3 separate regions of the Mus musculus genome follow, and regions 2 and 3 are each linked to region 1. A link is a contact called in public Hi-C data. All regions are on one chromosome and are shown on one strand. The core of a region is the stretch at or near the end of the contact, and the rest is flanking DNA. Distances in the headings are between cores, read along the strand shown. Region 1 has its middle 24 kb from the start of Gm20751. Region 2 holds the start of Nol7 (nucleolar protein 7). Region 3 holds the start of Gfod1 (glucose-fructose oxidoreductase domain containing 1).

Region 1 (4,278 bases), core at 1,598-4,097:
GAGGAGACTGCCTTCTTCCTGCCTGCTCTTACCTCAGAGCCCATAAGCACGACAACCTGCTGCATTAAAGCTCCAGACATCAGTCCCCAGAGGACACCATGCCTGTTTGTATGAATGGTCTTCCATGAGCCCAGATTCTTACAAGTTGAATACTTGCCAGTAACATTATTGATTTAGAGGCAGGAAAAACACCTAAATGGAGCAAGCTGGGACATTTTATTTTATGATTAAAATGTATAATTAAAACACCTCCTGGATGCTGTGATTACACACGAGCCCAAAGGATCAGGATTAAAATATTCCCTCCAAAATTGCCCGCCTTTCCTTAAGAAGGAAAAAATTCCTTGGTTTCCTTAAAGGGGTGGAGGGATGTTTTGAATCCTCTTCTCTTAGCTTAGACATTGGAAATGTTCAAGAGTATTTGTTCCCACTTACTAAGGCATTTCTAATAAGATTTGACAACCTTCCAACTATATCCCCTCCCCTCCTTTTTGGTATTCAATCTGCTTATGGAGGGATTCATTTGTCTGTGAAGGGGAAATCCATTGCTTCTCGTCAATGCAGATCATGGGCTTTTGGTTATGTGCAGGAAACAAAGAAAGCATGAGAACCATGCGGGATTGGCAGCTTCAGGCCGAGGAGCCAGCTTGCCTAAGTAATGCTGGTGTCTACCCTTTCACTAAGGCTACAGGGTAAGAAAAGGACCTGAGTTCAGAACAGGTCCTCAGCTGACACGTGACCTTCCAGTTCAAACTCCAGAGGATGCTGGAGAAAGACAAACCTGAGAGCATGGGCAGCTTTCAGGACTCTTACTTGTATAGCCAGGGTTGCTTCTCTGGGCATGTTCTAGGAGATGATTTAGTTCAGTGACTATACACTACTGAATTTTCTTAGAGTCACTGCTACAGGGATTCATTAAGCCAAGGTCCATGGACAGGGCATCCAGAAACTAGAACTAGTTGTTCAGTGCGCTGTTATTGTCATTGGCTGAAATGTGTCTCATCACTAGCCTGCCCGCTACTCAAGATTCCTCTGTTGAAAAGCTAACCCTAGTGTTTTTGAGAGATGATTAGATAAGATTTAGATAAGACCTCCCCCCAAGAGGGTGCAGCCCCTGTAAGGATGAAGAAACTCCTGACCTGCCCTCTGTTTGAAGAGTAAGGATGGGGTCAGATACGAGGCAGCCTTCTGAAGGCAGGAAGAGGGCTCTCAGCAGGAAATGAATCTGCTGGCACTTGACATCAGACTTCAGCACTTAGAACCATGGGAAATTATTGCTAAATATTGCACCTCTGCGTCTGTGGATTTTGTTTTTCAGGCAGAACTAAATACACATACAATTATATACACACACACACATATATGTGTGTGTGTGTATTTGTGTGTATGTATATATATAATATATATATATAAACTTACTAACTTTATTTGCATGTCCTTTATACTTCTATGTCCTTTTACACATTTGAAAGGATTGCTCTAGGAACAAATTTACAGATTTCCCCCATAGGATCTACAACAAAGACAACAGGGAGGGTCTTTATTTCCCTGTGTTTGGGTCACATGTCTACATCATGAGAATAGTTTCTGCCCATCCCCCAGGGTGAGGAACACTGTTAATGAGGCTGCAGTTGGTCTGCTTCTTTGGATAGCTCTTCCCATGTAGATCAGCATCCCTGCCGGTCCCTCTCACAGACCCTTCCCTCTGGTTCAGCTGCTATCTGACAAGCATGTGCTGTCTGGAGAAAAGAATGTGTTTGAAGGAGAGGATAGCCAGTCCTGTTTCTGGGAACTTAGCTCCAAATCCTTCAGATTCAACCCTAGTGCGGTCACTTAAACTTAGAGAGACTGAGAAAGGGGGGGGATCCTCATTAGGTTTCAGGACAGTCTGACCTACAGAGTGAATTCTAGGCCAGCCAGGGTTACATGAAAACGTGTGTGTATGTGTGTGTGTTATTTGCATATATTTGCATATAGCTGTTTTGTTTGCATATGCATGAATATATATGTGTGTGTATATATATATACACACACACACAAAAACTAGGTCTTAACAGCAGTAACCTTTGCTTGAACTATCACAATAATTGACCCTTTGCAGGACCCTCCTCCAGGTTGACATCTGGTAAAAGGGAAAGTTAATGTTGATTCTTAACAAACCTCTGGGCCTATTTGTGAGGGAAACTCTTTATTCGGTTAGCTGAGGTGGGAAGGCCCATTGTAAGTATGGGCTGTGCCACTCCGTGAACCAGGGTCCCGGGATAAAAAGGAGAGAGTGAGCAGAGCATCGGCATCTGTCACTGTCCGACTCCTGATGGCAGATGCAGCGTGACCAGCTGCTTCACTTTCTGGCTGTCATGGCTTTTCCCGCCATGATGGACTCTGAGCCAAAATAAAAAGCCCCTCTTCCTCAAGTTGCTCTTGTCAGGGAAGGAAGAAACGAGCCCCCGCATTCCAACCATGCCAGCAGTGCTCACTAATGATTTGAACTTGAAACAGCTGTCAACGCCTTGGTCTTCGGTTCCCTCATCCGGCACGTGGTTAGTTACCATTACAAAGGCTCATTTCCAAAATGTTGACGTCTGGCCTGCACTGTCCTTCACCTTCTCAACTTTTAAGAGTGACCAAATTTGAGCTTTGTCGTTGTAATACTACTGGATGACAACCCACTTTCATAAATGGGAACCTTGGCTTCTAGAAGAGAAAACCTACAAGTTCGAAAGTCACCATTTAATACCGATCTAAGCCGCACAGACCAACAGGGCTCGCTTTTGAACAGGCTTGCTCAGTATGTTTGGCTTGCTTTGTTTGGCTCGATCTGCAGGCTCTGTTTCACTACACCACCGCTAGGTGGCAGGAAAGCGCCACACAGCTCTAGATTTGCCACAGAACCCTAAGAACAGCTGCTTTGTACTGGGTCCTGAGACTGGGGGAGGGGCTCACAATTTTAGCCAGTGATCAACTGTGCTGGAGAAAGAAAGATAGATTTGGGGGTACATTGTAGAGAGGGGACATTGTAGGGAGTTGTATGTTGGGGGACCTGTGTAATTTCTCTTTTCATGCTCTCTCTTTCTCTCTGTCTCTCTCTCTGTCTCTCTGTGTGTCTGTGTGACTCTGTCTCTGTCTCTGTCTCTCTGTCTCTCTGTCTCTCTCTCTCTCTCTCTTTCCAGAATATTTGTAGCACAGATAAAAGTGAATAAGAACATAACTCAAAGCATCCTGAAAGAAAGACCAATAGAAGAAGGTGAGATCAGCTCTTCTTAGCTCCATTACCTTAAGGAATCAACTAATAGCAAAATAAAATGGGTTTTTTATTTTTATTTTTAAAGTATGAGCCAGCTCTGTTTGGGGGAAGCCATTTTTCTTCCCCTAGAACAAGAGGCCTCATGAAGTGTACATAGGGTGTGCTGTGTGGTGGCATAGTCACAGTGACCTTTCTTTTAGGAAAGTTGTTGATGAGTGGAAGTGAGACGTGCTCTAAGTCGGCAGAGTTGTTCCTCACGGAAGTTCTGCTCAGTGCTCTCAACCCGAGTCTGCGACTGCATGCTGGTCTTCTATCCCTGACTCTGGAGACAATCAACTGCACGGAAATTCAAATTTGAATATCAAAAGAAAATGACAGAATCTTCAAATGAGAAAAAAAGAAATATACACTGTACAAAGCCCCTCGCTTTTGTCTGGCATCCTTAGACACAGTGGGGAACGATTGCGTTTCTGTGTGTTTGGGGACGGCAGGATGAAGACCCTGTGTCTGGGGCTCTTTTCTTTAGCAGCTCATCAGAGAGCTAAGGAGTGACAGAAACGCTGCCCTCTGGGAACATCAGGCAGTTGCTGCAATCCCTGTAGATGCTTAGAAGCAAGCGTTTATGGAGCTGCTAAGCAGAGTTTCTTTAATCCCCAATTTCCCTTTTCCGGAACCAGTTGTTGTTGTTGTTGTTGTTGTTGTTGTTGTTGATCCCAGTTCTAGGAGATCTGATGCCCTCTCTTGACCTCCATTGGCTCTGCACTTACTTGGTGCACGTACAAGGGCATTCACACACACACACAGACTCTAAATACATACATACATACATACATACATACATACAAAATTTTTTAAAGAAAAAATTCCAGTGGAAAGCTGGAATGCCATTATCCCGTGACTGCCGTGCAGTTTGTGGGCTGAGACTTGTGCTTATTTTTTGCGACCTGGATAACAGAAGGACGAAGTGTCCTCTGTGCATTTTGTATTCCTCGCTGGTTCTAACTGCGCTATGACACGCTTGTTATTTAGATTTG
Region 2 (4,326 bases), core at 1,086-3,585, 340 kb after region 1:
GGCCAGGCCTAAGGACCACAAATAACCAAAAATTTCTGCAAGTGCACTTTACCATTACATGAAGTTACTTAACCAAGGACAAGTCATACCTTTTACGTTTTCTGGTGATTTCTTTATGCTGCGGGAGGAAAAAAAAAAAAAACGAAAGATGGGACTGGCAGGCAATAGAGAGTACTCAAAACAAGTATCCAAGATCCTCTCTCGATTTCATGACCCCTGCCCTTAATCTTTCCTCACTGAGCCACACAGCGCTGCCACAACTCCCAGTCATTTGACTAGTATGGAGTGTCCTCAGAACTTAAATTTGAGCACTGTTAATAGAAACTCAGAACTGTTAACTTAGCATTCCAAAGATCAAGTAAAGGCTGGTGCTAGTCTCACAGTATTGAGAAACTAGATTTAGACAACAGTTTGGACCCTGGAGACCAAGGATGAGTTCCAGGTACCTACGGAGTGACTAAACTGCCTGGAAGAGAAAGCACAGAGGCCTGTACAGATGGGAAGTTATGGAGGAGGGAGCGAGAAGAAAGGGTCCACACTTGACCTCGGGTAGGAAAGAGAAGGACCTCACCTAAAAGCACAAACATCTGCTTATATACCTCATGGATTAAAGATCTGAATAATTATGGAAAGTAACCAACAATTTGGAACTACTATTCTGATTTAAAAGAAAAAAGACTTGAGAAGTTAGAATGTTCTAAGGTCAGGTGTGGTGGTGCACACCTTTAATCCCAGCACCAAGAGGCAGAGGCAGGCAAATCTGTGTTTGAGGTCAGCCTGGTCTACAGAGCAAGAGTTACATGACAGTCAGGGCTACTGAAACCCTGTCTAGAAAAACAAAAAGAATGTACCAAGGAGTGAATTCAGCAGGGCGTAAACTCAAGCTTTGGGTTTGAAGCACTGGCAACACGGCTGCTAAACGAAATGAGGAACAGAGAAAGGGGTGGCGGCAGGTAGAGCAAGCTAAAGGAAAGTCTGGGTTTAAGTTCCTGCTGCAACACTAAATGTTCTCAGTCACTTACTTACCATCTATCTTGCTAGACAAAGTTGAGGAACTCCAAAAGCACTGTGTAGCTTTTAAGTTTGGGGAGAATTTCTTAGGGTCTACAGACTTTATGCACGTAGAAACTGCAATACTTACTCGGCCTCTGAAGCTGTAGTTAGCTGCTCTAATACAGCATCTGGAAGCAGCTTTCTTTTCTTTGGGGATAAAGACATTTGATGACAAGTTAAAGTGAGGTACAGGTATGCCTGGAGATAACTTCTAACGTTACTCATTTCGAACAGTCCTGAATTCGGGCCAATCTGTGAATACGTCCCTGCTGCCTCTAAACCGACAACATTAAGACTGGATTTAGAAAGCCCAATACAGGCCGGACATGGTGGCGCACGCCTTTAATCCCAGCACTCAGGAGGCAGAGGCAGGCGGATTTCTGAGTTCGAGGCCAGCCTGGTCTACAAAGTGAGTTCCAGGACAGCCAGGGCTATACAGAGAAACCCTGTCTCGGAAGAAAAAAAAAAAAAAAAAAAAAAAAAAGAAAAGAAAAGAAAGCCCAATACATTCCCTGTCATTTTACCCAAAGTAGCTCAACGTTCAAGTATCCCGGCTACTAACTGAAAGGTATTTAGGTATGGCCACTCGAAATCAGATCTCTGGGGTGCGAAAAAAGAAATCATTAGCTCCAGCCTAGAATTTTAAAAACTCAAGCAAACCTCACCACCTCTGGAAGCCTGTAAGACCTACTGTCAGGGATAGATGAGTGTCAGTGCTTCCACGCCTACTTTGAATTACGGCAGACTCCAAGAAACGCCAATGGCCCTTGCACCTCTCCAGTACCCTATCCTTTAAGGAGCTTTTAGCAAGGGAACTCTAGCCCCGGCCGAGTTTACATAAGCGACAAGTCCCGCGTCCAACCTTCTGTTCGATGAACAGCTCCTCGCGCCGTTTCCTCTTCTCCTTCAACAGCGTTTTATCCCTGGAAGGAAAGGAGTCGGGTCAGCGCCGGCCGAGCCTGGGGAGTCCCGAGGCGCCAACATTCCCGGGCGCTGCACCTGCGAGCACTCGCGCGCACGCGCAGCTCCTCCTCCCGGGCTTCCGCCTGGGCGCTGGCGAAAGTCAGCTCCTCCGGGGCTTCGTCGTCCGCGTCCTCCTCCTCGTCCAGGGGCTCGGCGGCCGCGCCACTGCTAGGCTGCGCGAGCAGCAGGCCGTGCTCCGCCTCCTCCTCCTCCGAGGCCGCCTGGTCCTCGTCCACCATCGCCTCAGCCGGCGCGGGAATACGCGACAAGCGGGGCCGGAGCTGCACCATGGCAAACGGAAAGGCGGCTGTCTGACCCTTGACCCGGAAGCAGCCGTGCGCGGTGCGCGCTCTCTACGCCCTCTGCTGGTTCGGAGGCCGCGAAACGTGCTGAGGCGCGTGCGCGGGAGGGCGGGGCTTTTCATGGCTGAGACGGGGGGGGGGGGTAAGAGGGCGTGGTTTCGTGCTGCTAGGTGTCGCCGCCTTTTTTTTTTTTTTTTTTTTTTTTTCTCCCCCAGGTTGCTTAGATCTATGGAACAGAGGCAAGGGTATAATAAATAACGAAATAAATGACCATCGTTGCTTGTGAGATGCATCCCTGTATGTATTGTGTACGACCCACCCCCATCACCACCCCCACCCCCTCCAACCCTTGCAATCCTCTGCCCATATATTTTTTGGGAATACATGGCCCACGTGATGTCTTTTACCAGCTATACAGTAGGAAATGATTCTTCATTCCCTAATCTATCCGTGCACTTGGATGAGCTGTCCTCTCTGATATGTGTTCCCCTACGCAGAACGGTTGACTTTCAACGTCCCACCCAGAGACCATGGCATGTTTAGTTACACTATTCTCTAAATACTCAAGTCACCTGGCTGTTGCTTCTACCATTCTAAAGTCATTGATTTCTAATGTCACACTATATGTTCGACAAATGGTTAGTTAACATATATACTTCCTACTTCTAAACCTTATCCCCCCCCCCCTCTTGTTTAGAAGCAGTTTCCAATTTAAAAAGAACAAATAAGTGTGGATAAAAAGATCAAAACAAGGCCTGTAGGTGGTGGTGCATGCCTTTCATCCTAGTGGTGCGGGGCAGAGGCAGGAGGAACTCTTGTGAGTCTAGGCCAGCCTGGTCTATGGAGTGAGTTCCAGGAAAGCCAAGGCTACACAGAGAAACCCTGTCTCAGAAACAAAACAAAACAAGAACTGCTAGAGACATCGTAGGCAGAGAAGGATGGGGAGGGTGGCTCTGAAACGTCTGGGCTCGGTCAGATAGAAAATACAAATGAAAAACATTCTCTGAGTCCGGCAGAGTAGTGCACGCCTGAAATCCCAGCACTCGGGAAGCCGAAGCAAGAACATCTTAAAGTCTGGGCCAGCCTGAACTAAAGTGAAACCTATTGCAAGAAAACAAATGTTTGCATCAGCAGACCCCTACAGTAACTAGCATTGAGAGAGGTTAAACTGAAGCCCGGTGACAACCTACCAAAAGCATGTGATGGTCCATACGTGTAGATGCCGCATTAAAGTGTCACAGAGGGCAGGAGAGACGGCTCGGCAGTTAAGAGAACTTCAACTTACTGCTTGCTCTTCCAGAGAACCTTAGTTCAGTTTCTAGTACCTATGTCAAGCAGCACACAACCACTTTTTTTTGTTGTTTTGTTTTGTTTTGTTTTTCGAGACAGGGTTTCTCTGTGTAGCCCTAGCAGTCCTGGAACTCACTTTGTAGACCAGGCTGGCCTTGAACTCAGAAATCCTCCTGTCTCTGCCTCCAGAGTGCTGGGATTAAAGGCGTGCGCCACCACCGCCCGCTACATAACCACTTATGACTAGTTCCAGGGGCTCCAAGGGCTTTGGCCCCTGCAGTACGCATAGCCATTGCATACAGACAGACACACAGACACACACCTTGGAAAGGTATCACTGAAATTATAACTAGCTCCCTAGCTTCAGCTTACCACCTCCAGTGTGACCCTCATGCTGCCTGGCTACTTCTCCAGACTCCCAATTGGTCAGATAATCTATCTCCTTCACGCAAAGGACTTTTAGGATTTGTTACAAATGACTGTCACCTATGGTACACGCAACTCTCCCTTGTTGCCTGCGGTAGATCATTTTAAATGTCAACATGGTTGGACTAACAAACACCTGTGGGGAGCCACGAAGTCCTGAGTAAATGAGTATTGTTGACATGGGTCCAGCCACGTCAGTGTCAAGGACCCTGATGCCCCAGTGGCAAAGCTTTCCCTGGGTCAGGTTCAGGGAAATGGCAAAGGCTTCCTGTGCCAATGTTGGCAGTGTGTG
Region 3 (4,611 bases), core at 1,052-3,551, 440 kb after region 1:
ATGTACATACCTGTGGTATAGGCTTGGGAGGTGGAGACAGGAGGATCAGAATGTAATCAAGATCGTCCTCCTCTGGATAGTGTGTTGGATTCTAGCCTGAGCTACATGAGACCTCATCTGAAAACAAAACAAAAACCCAAATAAACCAAACCAAACCAAAAAACAAACAAACAAACAAACAACAAACAGTGGCTGGAAAGATGGCTCAGCAGGTAAGAGTGCTCACTGTCCTTTCAGAGAGCTTGAGTTCTGTCTCTGATGCTCATATAGAATGGTTCACAACCACCTGCAGCTCCTGCTCCAGCTTCAGCAGATCCAGTCAATGCCCTCTTCTGACCTCCAAGAGTATATGCATTCATGTGGTATATACCCACACCCATACATAGAAACAATAGTAAAGGAAAAACCCAAATCGACAAACAAACAAACCCAAACAACATAAAAGAGCATAACGGAATTCATTCAGGATATATACATGGCCTAACATTTATTTTCAAATAGAATGTATGTAATAAAAATAAATATCAAAATAGAGGGCATATATATCACATAGAACCTTTCTAGGGAGCATCCTTCTCAGGACGTCACGACTGTCAAATCACATGGTCCTCTCTAGTGTTAGCTATTGTCCCCCTTTACAGACGGACACAGAGAAGACATTTGTCCCGGGTCCCACAGGGTGTAAATGGCAGAGCCAAGAGTCAGCTCTGGCTTCTGACTCTGCAAGCCAGGAGTCACCCACCTTGCACCTGTCCAGGGGCGGCACACCGTGGCTCTCGCTCTGCTCCAAAGCAGCACCCTGGCAGCCATGGCTGCACGCCTCCTTTTCCTTAGGCACTTCTCAGCTAACCATCAGCAGGCATATCTTGTCTGCTCTTTGTCTGACCCTGTTCAGGTTGTTGCCAATCCCGGAGCACTTTGTCCTTTTTAATAATGTCGTCCTGAGGTCAACTTTGCCTCCTCCCATTGCCACATCAGCCTTTGTGTGTGTGTGTGTGTGTGTGTGTGTGTGTGTACAGCTCTCTCCAAGAGCCCCGTCTCTGTGCCAGTTGTTACAGTTGCTTTAAACACTCGGATGTATCATGTTTTCCACGCTTATGTTGAAGCAGGACACGTGTCTCTTCCTCTGAGTGCTAAAGGCCAGGGATGAACATAATAGACAGTAGTAACCTCACCTTTCCAGAAACACTGAGCTAGAAGAGCAGGTCCACTTGCCCTTTGGCATTGACTCCTCCCTCCCAGTACGAAGAGGGCACAATGTGACAGGTGGTGAATATCCATCCATTTGTGTACTTAGACAAGTGCCTACTATCTCCTTAGGCCCCGTGATAAGTGACGAGGATATCTTGAGCCATCAGACGCTCACTCAGTCACCACCGCAGTTAGGGCTTTCCACGCATCTCGGACTGATGGTCCCCAGCATTCTGACTGCAGATGTATTAAAGGCCAGGAGAAGCGCTGTGCCAGGGAACTGAAGCTGACAGAGGGCAGTGGCCAGGAGTGGCAGGCAGCCAGAAGTAAACAAGGAAGACCAGACTCTAGACACACGTGCCACAGCCACTGCGGAGTCTGGGTGAGGTCGCCCATGCCACATGGGCACAAGCATGGAGTAGGTGACCAGTGGAGCCTCCTCAGGAGTGGAGTTGGTTTGGGATTGGAGCTGGCACACTTGCGAGTCAGAACTCTAGGGGTTCAGCGCCGAGATGCTGGTGTCTGCCTTCCGATCCTGGCACTGTTGTTCATGTGTGTCACCTTGAGCAAGTCCCTTAACCTCCTCAGAGCTCACTTTCTCATCAATGAAACGAGTTTCCAATAACCTCAGGGTTAAGTGCCTGGACAGCTTCCTAGAGCAGTGGCGAGCACAGAAAAATATCCGGGAGAGGAGACTGTGAACCACGCTGCTCACACTTCGTGGGGTCCTCCGGCCTCCCCGGGGTCTTAGCATCCGCCAATCTTTTCCAAGGAACCCAGTCCTAGCCTATTAAGGGCGCGCCCTGCTTTGATAGATTTATTTGCTTGCTTGGGCGGAGCTTGGAGCACAACGAGGAGGAGGCGGCCGCGGAGGCGGAGAGCGCAGAGAAAGGGAAGCCACCCGGGGGCAGCAGGCGAGACAGGCGGGGCCGGGGAGGAGTCAAAGCGGGTTCCAGGGGCCGGGCGCTGAGCGCAACGAGTGCCTTGGGCGGCGGAGACAAGGGCGGGGGCGACGCTTGGCGGCCAATGGAGCACGGCGCTACCGCAAGGGCGGTGCAGGAACCCCGGCCGCTGACAGTCAAAGTCGCCAACTCCGCCCTCGTACCCGCGGGATCCCGGAGCCGGAGCCCGAGCCCGAGCGGGGCCGAGGCCGCCCAAGGCGCGCTGCGAGCGAGCGAATATGGCAGCAGAATGAGGAGCCTGGCGCCGGGTGGTGTCCGCCGCTGCGGTGCTGCTGCTCGGGATCGGCGCCTGGTACACTACGAGCCTCATCCTTAGTCGGCCTCCGGGTGGCCTCTGGGTTCCATTCGTTACCAAGGACTTGGGGAAAAAGAAGATCCGCAGCCCACAGAGGGTGGTGAAGCGGGAGCGCCATCCGGGAGAGAGATTCTGCCGGGATGAGCCGGCCATGGGGCGGCCTCCGCGGGGCGCACGGAGCCGGCCGGCGCTGCGGCGGGAGCGCTGCCTGAGCCCGGGCTCCACGGGGCTTCGGGGCCTCGTGCGTCCTGGCGGAGTCCCTGCCGCTGTCTCCGGGAAGGACACGAGCCCCGAGTGGCGGGCACTGCAGCAGTCACCGCGCTGAGGCTCCCGGAGCCTGCAGGGTCTGTGGTTCGGTGCGCTGTCACGCCACCGCACTCGGGCGCCTTGCCCGGGGCTCGGCGGCTAGCGCAGCGCAGCGAGGTCGGTCGAGGAGCCGGGGACTGCGGGACCGGCCGGAGAGGCGTGTGCGCCGGTGTTCGACTGGAGATCCCGGCAGCAGCAGAACCGGGCGGACCTGAGCAGCCATGCTTCCCGGGGTGGGCGTGTTCGGCACCAGCCTCACAGCCCGAGTCATCATCCCGCTGCTGAAAGATGAGGGCTTCGCGGTGAAGGCGCTGTGGGGCCGCACGCAGGAAGAAGCCGAGGAGCTGGCCAAGGAGATGAGCGTTCCTTTCTACACCAGCCGCATCGACGAGGTGCTCCTGCACCAGGATGTGGACTTGGTGTGCATCAACCTGCCGCCGCCGCTCACTAGGCAGATCGCTGTCAAAACCCTGGGTGAGCGACCCCTCCCCCAGCCCTCTCTTCTTTAGCTCGGCTCTTCGCTTCTCTCCAATTGGACATATCCCAGGAATCCCAAACCCAAGCTTGTTAGTCCCAGCTTTCCCCTTTCCAGTCGGTGGCCTCCCCCACCTCCACGCTTCGCTCCTGATACCAGCTGGAAGCGCATCCCCACGTGTGTGGTGCGGAGGCTAGAATAGGCTTGGATTCTAGGTATAGGAACCGAATGGGTCAGATACAGAAGACCGGTTGCTGTTCCAGGAGGGAAACTCGGTACCCAGCTGTATACGTTAGTTAGTGCTCTGGTGTGTGGGTGCGCGTGCGTCTGGAAAAGGAGAGCGCGTGGCCAGGAACCCTTGAATAAAGGGCCGCACACGTGGTGGCAGGGTTTTTCCTGGGTGTACCTGTTTGTGAGCAGCTGTGGCACCCAGTTTGGATCGTTTTGTTTCCCTCCACAGTAAGTGAGTTTACTGTGAGATTAGAGAACTGACAGCTGGCTGGAATTATCTCTTCTGCTCTGGAAGGAAGCAAGTGAGAGTGGGCGGGTCTATCAGAACACTCTCAGATGTGTCAGAGGTTAGTAAAGATTGTAATTTAACCTTTGGGCACAGTCTCCCAGGAGTGGGTGTCTACTCTAGTTGAGAATTATATACCTTGTATTCTTCCGAGATGAAAATTGTGGTTTCAAAGGCAAGGATGCTTTGTGTGTGTGGAGGGGGCCGGGGTGGGAGGGGGAAGCCAGACGCTGCAGTTTCCTTTGGAAACGTGCGATGGCACCTCCGTATTTTGCCTCGGGAATATTCCAGAGACACATTGTGTTTACAAGCAGGCTGGGGCTTCTTTCTGGGCTCAAACGAGTGTCTTGAGCAAGTCTGTTCATCAGCAGTTCCCTTCCATACCTAAACCAACCACGCTCGGCTATTCCCAGGCGTTTCATACTTACCCTTGGAAGCCAGGGTTACTGAAGTGGAGAAAAAGCTCCTAACAAACTAGGTTGGAGAAATTCTAACGTAGGGGCTACCGGTCTTTTCTTTACTGTATTTAATGTATTAAGCTTCTGGCTTTTGGAGCCTGGCTTCTTTAGTTTTGAACTGAATTCTATTGACTTTTAGCCAATGTTTCTTTTCTGTTTCACTGCTAGTTTATACTAGTTGTTTACACTGGATTTGTTTGTCAAGTAGGCGATTAAAAAGTTAGAGTATAAAACCTATTAGGGCAATTTCTATACCATGGGTTCCTCTTAAGCCCCATCTATGCTAAAGGCTTGGGTCTGGTCCGATTTGAAAGCTTGTTGGAGCATTCTTCTCCCCTCTCCGGTGGCATCTCTATAGGACAGGCCCTTGGAGCAACCCCACAACAGGGGGATACCAATTACAGAGC

The links. Hi-C and Micro-C count contacts between places; a contact is called where the count stands out from the background.
Region 2: a Hi-C map of stem cell-derived neural stem cells shows a contact between it and region 1, with 4 times the contacts expected there. The contact joins the promoter of Nol7 here to the enhancer-like site in region 1. A contact is called at or near these places in 6 of 39 promoter capture datasets (the 3T3-L1 cell line, the HPC-7 cell line, cranial neural crest and 2 more), 2 of 15 datasets of contacts at CTCF or cohesin (the NIH/3T3 cell line and embryonic stem cells), 22 of 484 Hi-C or Micro-C datasets (the G1E-ER4 cell line, the N1E-115 cell line, brown adipocytes and 15 more), 2 of 115 datasets of contacts at active chromatin or transcription factors (embryonic basal ganglia and microglia) and 2 of 9 other capture datasets (adipose tissue and pancreatic islet).
Region 3: a Hi-C map of cerebellum shows a contact between it and region 1, with 2.8 times the contacts expected there. The contact joins the promoter of Gfod1 here to the enhancer-like site in region 1. A contact is called at or near these places in 2 of 39 promoter capture datasets (hippocampal neurons and pre-B cells), 12 of 484 Hi-C or Micro-C datasets (the MC3T3-E1 cell line, the N1E-115 cell line, cerebellum and 8 more) and 6 of 115 datasets of contacts at active chromatin or transcription factors (embryonic forebrain, forebrain, large pre-B cells and 3 more).

The regions. Positions count from the first base shown.
Region 1 is chr13:43,738,405-43,742,682 of GRCm38.p6, reverse strand. No RefSeq gene overlaps it. Among named protein-coding and RNA genes, the nearest start is that of Gm20751, 24 kb to the right of the region's middle. Within about 2 kb of position 2,847, at least 27 of the 459 cell types and tissues checked have an H3K27ac peak or open chromatin away from gene starts, as enhancers often do. A contact at or near this core is called in cerebellum, muscle stem cells, neural progenitor cells and 1 more, where this site is marked.
Region 2 is chr13:43,396,385-43,400,710 of GRCm38.p6, reverse strand. Nol7 (nucleolar protein 7) reads right to left here and starts at 2,335. Exons shown (of 8, transcript NM_023554.2): 1 at 2,053-2,335; 2 at 1,916-1,976; 3 at 1,142-1,200; 4 at 90-118. The coding sequence starts at 2,306.
Region 3 is chr13:43,301,862-43,306,472 of GRCm38.p6, reverse strand. It overlaps Gfod1 (glucose-fructose oxidoreductase domain containing 1), which reads left to right and starts at 2,301. Exons shown (of 2, transcript NM_001033399.4): 1 at 2,301-3,228. The coding sequence starts at 2,976. It overlaps Gm52047 (a long non-coding RNA gene), which reads right to left and starts at 989. Exons shown (of 3, transcript XR_003950636.1): 1 at 743-989; 2 at 11-117.